Regions from separate parts of the Hordeum vulgare genome. Here region 1 is linked to region 2. The links are chromatin contacts, called in public Hi-C maps. All regions are on one chromosome and are shown on one strand. The core of a region is the stretch at or near the end of the contact, and the rest is flanking DNA. Distances in the headings are between cores, read along the strand shown.

Region 1 (3,854 bases), core at 349-2,848, 120 kb before region 2:
GTACAAGAAAACCCAGGCATTCATAGGCGGTGATGAAAACCCACCTCCCTCCTTGATCCAGCAGACTATGACAGCAATAAAGTTCCAGGAGAGGCAGAGCACAATTCCTGTAAGTCAAAATAACACAAAACGGAAACTATCATGACCATGTGACTCTGAAATGAACCATATCTACAGCCTATAATAACACAATTGCATAATTGTTTTTTTTTTTTAATAGAAAGGGGTTTCCCCCCTGCCCCACTTTTATTAGAAATGAGGCAAAACAGCCCAGGCCAGAAGTGTATCCAAGACAACTTAAAAGTTTATCCTAGGCAACTAGGGAAATAACCAACAGCAAAAGAAAAAACTCAGCTCCAACATACTTTGCTAGTTATTACAGAGAACCAAACTGTTGCAGGACAGACTACTATTAGAACCAAATTGCATAATTGTACTGACGAACTAGAATGATTACAAAAAAAATACGCTACCAGCAGCCAACAAGTACGTACCAAGCCAGCTTGCGAACGCCAGATACTGTAGCTTCTGCACGTTGGCCGGTATCTCATTGGCGATGTCATGGTGGATAATCGGGAAAAATGGCGGCCAATTCTTCTCCTCCATGGGCACTCCAGCTGCATCAAAGAAAGAAAAGGAAAGCACAAATAAAATAAGGTTGCGTTTGGATCAGCGTTTAAATTCGTTTGTGGTTCTCCCGTCGTTTTTATTTTACGTAGGAAACAATAGGCGGTCGGTAAGTTACACGTGTATAATAAATACGGGCGTAAAAACTTACACCCATTCCAAGCAGGACCTAAGCACACTGCTGCTAACACAACTCATAACTGAAACACAATTGACACCAGAAACGAAACAGTGGCTCACCATTCTTGAGCGATTCCTCCCTCCTTTTGATATCCTGAAGTAACAGAACAAACACCGTGAGACAAAACACAACCTAACCAACCACAGTGAAGTTTAAGGGCAAAGAGGAGAGCAAACCCCACCGCCTCACGCCGCCTCAGATCTGATTCCCACGACGAGAGCTCCCTCGCGTTGCCATTCGAGTCCTGCGCGGCGCACCAGAAGCATCAGATTCGTGCAAGCCGAACGACGCGCGAACGAAAAAAACAAAAAGGATGACCAGCGCGTGAGGCGCCTTACGCCCATGTTGTCGAGGGGCACATCGACGGTGGCGTCGCCCCTGCTGCCGCCGCCGCCGCCGCCGCCGAAGCCGACGGGCTCGGTGGGCCTGAAGCCGTACTGCTGCTTCCCGCCCCGGCCTCCTCCATTCTGCAAAGCCACAGAAACATCACGCGGGAGTTCAGATCTGCCGAGCCACTACCCCCGTCGCAGGCGGCGAGGGTTTTTCCGCGGAACGAAGGGGCGATAGGTGAGCGGATAGAGGGAAGGGGGAGGGGGAGGTTGGCTCACGGAGAAGGGGTTTTCGTCGCCGGCGGTGCCCTCGTCGAAGGGGTTGGGGTCGTGATGCATGCCGGGCTCGCCGCTGGGTGGGTCGCTCGGCCTCGCCGCGCGGTGAGGGTGAGGGTGAGGGGAGGAGACGGGGAAAGCGGCGGTGGTGGACGCGGGTCGCTTCCAGTCCAAGCCGTTCCCTTCTTTTCACGTGACCTCCTCTCTCGGGGGTGGAATGCGACGCGACTGGAGTGGGTTGGGTCGGCTTCGCACGGGTCGTCGTCGTCGTCGCACGTGCGCACCACCCGCATGCAAGTAAGCCCACGGCCCGTCCTGCTGCGAGAGCCCATATTTGTGCTCCTTCGTTTCCTCAAAAAAAAAAATGTGCTTCTTCGAAAAGGAAAATAAATCGCGCCCCGTTTTGCATGTTTTCTGTGTGCTTCCACCACAAGCACATATTTTGCATCTCCTGAAGGCGCATATCCTTGTCTCTCGAAAAGGAAAATAAAGCAGAAAAGAAACGTGCTCCCGGCTAGGGGATTTTTCTTCTGTGTTTCTTTAAACCTTTTAGCATGAGATTTGGTTTTAATGATCAAGTGAGAAATACAAGATGAAAATGGTTCGGAATTTGAACACATGGTTCAAGAGATAAAATGTTTTGAACAAACGAATTTAGACGAAAGAAAAACTTCCATGTTGCGGCAAGTGACACACTGCATGTGGTATCCATTAACCAGTGAGTTCGTCGATAATTTGGGTTTTCCCCCATGTCTTGCTTATAGCGAGATGTAGAGAGGCCTCGCGTCAAGGGGAGCGCAAGATGGGCAAGTCCAGGTGCGTGGGAGGCCAGAACCTCATTATTTTTATTTTATCTTTATGTTATTTGTTTCTGCTTTATGCTTCTTTTTTAAATTTGTTTATACATCAAATATTCAAAATAAATATATTACAAAAAAACTTTACATAACGAGTTGAAAAATGTTAACTGCGTATAGAAAAATATACAATGTGTGTGAAAAACTTGATAATGTATTATAAAAATATTAATAAAATCATTTGGAATTTTTTAAATAAGTATTTAAAAATATGTAAATCAAGCATTTAAAAATGTTAAAAAATTATATATTTTTTACCAAGTATTAAAAATGTTGATCTTATAATATAAAAAATGTAACCTTGTATTTGGAAATTGTGAATCTAGAATTTGCAAAATGTTAAATATTTATAAAAATAATGTTGACCACCTAATAAAATTCCTAAATTTATTTGAAAATGGTAACAAAAATGTGCAAAAAAATATGTACAAAAATAATTTGTTGACCATGTATTAATTTTTTTAAACATGTATTTTATAAATATATAATTTGTATTATAAAATACTATTAGATATATAAAAAATATTATAATATGTGAAATAATATAAGTAAAAAGTATATTTTTCAAACATGGATAATCATGTATTAAAAACATGTTAAACGTGTACATAAAAATGTTTCTGATATATACGAAAAAAAGTTGAATGTCTATTAAAACACATTTTAAATGTGTTGAACAAAAGAGGATGTGAATTGAAAAAAACGAAACCTGATAAAAAATAGAAAAAACAAAACAAAACAATAAAATGAAAAAGTGAAGAAACCAATGTAAAAGAATGAAAACAGTGGAAAATCTAGAAAGAAACAAATAAAAATTCCAAAAAAACAAAAGTGAAGAAAAAGAAAGAAAATAGAAAACAAATAATAAAGACCGAGAAAAAACAAAGGAAAAGGAAAGAAAAGAAAAAACAATGAAAACATAGAAAGTAATGAAGAAAACCAGTGAAAACAAGAGGACAGTTAGAACCAAGAAAAAAAACAAAAAATGTGGTTAAAAAAAATAAAAGCAGGAAAACCAAAGAAACTCCTGTGGAAACAAAGCAAAAAAAAAAGGAAAGACCTAGCAAAACCAGTGGACGAAGTGAAGTGAACGAACTATTTTTTTGAACTCGATGAAAAACCTAGTGAACCGAAAGAGAAATAGACGAAATTGGCTGGCCAATGGTTACATCGCATGAGGGAAAGCTTCAGCGAGACAGAAAGTAAACTCGCCAAAACGCGAGATATAGGGTAGGACTGGTTTGATACCAAAAATTGACACGCCAAAATTTGACAAATATCAAATATTGAGTACTGCTTGCTTGGTTATCATGTTAATTTGCTAACCTCATAAGAAGTTGTCAAATTTTCGACACTTTTAATATTGCCAATTATTGGCTTGCCAAATGGTGACATCAAATAAATTATTTCAAAATCACTAATTGAGGTGTACATCTTGGAAAGGTCAGTACCATTTCCACATGTTACGACAAATGACGCACTGCATGTGTGCTACCTGTCCTAACCTGGAGTTCTTTTTGTAGACCCATTTATTGAAAATGTTTTATCTTTTAAATCATGCGTCTAAATCTTGAGCCATGTTAT
Region 2 (3,790 bases), core at 1,211-3,710:
ATCGTTTCGGTCTACTTGACACAGACGTGATGTCTATATGCATAATCATTGCCTTGGATATCTTCATAATTATTCGCTTTTCTATCAATTGCTCGACAGTAATTTGTTCACCCATCGTATTATTTTCCTTCATGAGAGAAACCTCTAGTGAAACCTATGGCCCCCGGGTCTATTTTCCATATTATACTTTTAGATCTATAAAACAAAAATATATCACTGCCATTTATTTACTTTTAGTTCTAGCAATATTTTATCTATCTCTATCAGATCTCATCTTTGCCAATAACCGTGAAGGGATTGACAACCCCTTTTTAGCGTTAGGTGCAAGTGTTTAATTGTTTGTGTAGGTGGTAAGATTGGGGCCTTGCTTGTTCCTCCTACTGGATTGATACCTTGGTTCTCGACAAACAGAGGAAAATACTTATCTACTTTTCTGTATCACACTTTCCTCTTCAAGGGAAAACCAACGCAAGCTCAATAAGTAGCAGTGGGTTATACAGCAAGGTTATATCCCCAACATAGGCCCCAGATTTATTTGAATTTATTCATATCAATATCCTTCATCTCTGACATTGGCGGCTCCTCTTCTGTTTGTTTTCCCGCTCATCAGTGACGCCACCTGCCCCAAAATTATAGGTATTCAGTTATGTCAACATAATGGTCTGTATGTCTATCCGTTTGGCCCGAGAATCAAGGCGCCCTTAGCTCTGAAATTTACTGTACCTCCTTGATTCCCGCACCTGCCGGTCACACTTCGCCTTTTGACCTTTAAATACTTGCGAGGTGTTCCTCCATTTTTACCTTTTCCCCTCGTCTTCTTGCTCGCGCACGCCTTTGCTCATCACGCCGTCGCTGTCACCGATGTTCTCCTCCATCAGTACATAGCTCTCTCAGGAGAGCGACGCTTCCCGACTTCAACACGACGCAGCTAGTCATCTCTGCCGCCGTCAGCAATCCTCCAGGTAAGTTTTTCTTCATCCTTAGATCTGCATTAGGTTGGAGCTGTTCATAGGAGTTCGTCGGTGTTCATCATATGTTCTTTCGATTATCGTCCATCTTAACCTGTTCCGATGAGATTAGATCGTAGTATTATGGCGGTAGGTTTAGTTGCCCTATTTCGCGCATAATGCTTTGTAGATTTCCTTATATATTTTACAGTAAGATCACCCCTCCTTCATACCTTGCTGTTTAGGGTTAGTAAATATTTCCCTTTTTTGAACCTTTCATCGATCCGTGATCTTAGATGCTTCGATAGAAACTTGTTTGTCTTGGACTTAGTAGAAAGCCAGATAATTTCGACTGCTCTGAGTCGCCTTCATATCGTCGGGTCAATGTTTCGACCATAACCCGCCAAATCTGTAAGTCGGCTTCACTTTAACAACGACTCAATGAAAAATGACTGATCTGTAACTTATCACATCATCTTGATTCAACCATAATCCGTCAGAAACCTTGTAGTCCGGTCACGCTGGTTAGTTTTTGGATAAGCCGCCACTTCTTTAATAACCCGCCAATTATGCTTCTGTAGCTTTTTTTCCTTTGGCTAACTTGCATGACGTCGAGGTGGAGTATTTGGGTCATGTTTATAAGGCTAGATTGATACTCCCTCCATTTACTTGCTATACAAGGTCATTATGAAATATACATTTTGCATTTATAGAAGGCCACCAACAATAATCGAGGCAAAAAGTAATGATGTTTTCTCTTACTGTCAACTTGTGTAATACTTGCATGCATGCACTCATAATGACACTTGGCTACTTTCTAAATTCAGTTATCTTCCATGTATGTGGTGTATTAACAATTTCGGTAAACGAAAAGAAAAGCTACTCCCTCCGTCACGGTTTAGAAGACGTGCATGGAAATTCTCTAGAACCTAGGTGATTATTTATTGGCTGTGAAATGAGTTAAAAAAATAACATTCACACTACGCATGCATATAAAAGTACTCCCTCCGTTCCTAAATATAAGACATTTTAAATATTGCACTATGAACTACATACGGATGTACATAGACATATTTTAGAATGTAGATTCACTCATTTTGCTCCGTATATAGTCTCCTAATGTAATCTCTAAAAGGTCTTATATTTTGAAACGGAGGGAGTAGTAATTAGAAACTAGGAGAAAATGCAATGCGTCTTAAACCTTGTCTATTGTGAAAATGCACGCAAATTTAAATGTACCTTCTAAACTGTGACGGAGGTAGTAGATTGTAAAACATGCATTAAATTTTACCTTGATACTATTAGTAAATTGATTTGTGGTCTTCTATAGTAGTATAAAAATGAAGGAGTATTATTTTTTCCGTCGCAAAGCATGGATATGTGCTAGCGAAACAAAAGGAATCGGGCCCAAGCTAGCGGCTCCGGTGTCGCAATGCGCGTGGTCCGGGGCATGCATATGTACGTATGCAGTGTGAACGCCACCAACGAACTTTTCTCAAACTCAGCGACGAGCAATCACTCGCCCTCGCCCTCGCCCTCGCCCTCGCCCGTAATTCTCGATAGGTGCGTGCGTGCGTGCGTGCATCTAGGCCGCCCCGGCTGCCCGGCCGGCACGGAAAGCGCTGCGATTGCGACTGCAAGCGCAACTGCGACGCAAGCTGAATCGCCGACACGATACGCGCTGCACACACACACGCAGAGCACGGGTCCCCGTACGTAAACGTGCGGCATTAAAGTGGGCGCAGCTAGCCGTGCATGCATGCACCGGGGCGCCGGTGCATATATGCCGCGCTCCGGCAGCTGTTAGAGCTTGCATATGTACACAGCGAAAGTACTACAGAGAGTAGATGTCGGCAAAGGCAATTTCTGGTTACCATGACCTGTCCTATATTGGGTCCAGTTCGAGATTTTTTTTGACACTATATATAGGTAGGGTCCAGTTAGGGCATTTTTTTTTTCTTTTGCGGGGGAGGGCTTTTTTATGACGTATGGTTTCTATTTTGAGCTGCCTAAGTACCCATGCATATACTTCTTACTACTCTTTCAAAAAAAAAAAACTTTAGCATAAAACGAATCAAGTCCAATTTCCACCCACAAAACAACCAACTTTGCATGACAGCCCGGCCTGGTGTGCCATGCTATACTAGATGGCATCGAGCTAGATAGCTCAGCTACCTCTACCGGGGACGTCGTTCTATCTACCATGATGCTCTAGCTCCGGGCTTCATGCAAATGGGCTATTTTGTGTGTGTGTGTGTGTGTGTGTGTGTGTGTGTGTGTGTGTGTGGAAGGGGAGGGGGATGGACACGGCTTTTTTGTGCTAAAGTTTTTTTCAAATAAAAGTCAAATCTATGCACTTTCACACGTTCGATCAGGTCAGCAAGGGCTCTCCAGTCTTGGTTGCATGGTAGCTAAGCAAAGCCACCATGAGAGTCGTGGATAGTACTAGCTAAGAGCATCTATAGATGGACCCATCAAACCCGTTTCAAACGTCCGAAAAGCCCGTCCGGTCACTAACCGGTTACAACAAATTGATCCAGCCGGACCCCTTAAATCCGTCTCAAACGTCCGACCAGCCCGCCCGATCAATGGCCGGTCACAAAAAAATTCAGACGAACCCCTCATACCCATCTCAAACGACCGGACTGATCGGCACCCCTCATATCCATCTCAAATATGAAGACGATATGAGGGTTCGCGGACGAGCTCGGACACTCCTGGTTAATCCGCCAAGTAGGACCCGACCCCACCCTAGAACACATTTTCTCCCTTTATTTAATTTTTTTCTTTTTCTCTCTTTTTTTTCACCAATCACATGCAAGTGACTGGATATATGAGAAAAA

Evidence for each region. A called contact is a pair of places that touch in the nucleus more often than the background predicts.
Region 1: a Hi-C map of leaf shows a contact between it and region 2, with 4 times the contacts expected there. The contact joins the promoter of LOC123427770 here to the enhancer-like site in region 2. A contact is called at or near these places in 2 of 6 Hi-C or Micro-C datasets (leaf and seedling).

What each region holds. Positions count from the first base shown.
Region 1 is chr2H:609,856,253-609,860,106 of MorexV3_pseudomolecules_assembly, reverse strand. LOC123427770 (secretory carrier-associated membrane protein 6) reads right to left here and starts at 1,598. Exons shown (of 12, transcript XM_045111885.1): 1 at 1,417-1,598; 2 at 1,147-1,275; 3 at 990-1,052; 4 at 868-901; 5 at 495-617; 6 at 45-107. The coding sequence starts at 1,476.
Region 2 is chr2H:609,733,076-609,736,865 of MorexV3_pseudomolecules_assembly, reverse strand. No RefSeq gene overlaps it. Among protein-coding and RNA genes, the nearest start is that of LOC123427769, 110 kb to the right of the region's middle. Within about 2 kb of position 2,460, at least 2 of the 3 cell types and tissues checked have open chromatin away from gene starts, as enhancers often do. A contact at or near this core is called in leaf, where this site is marked.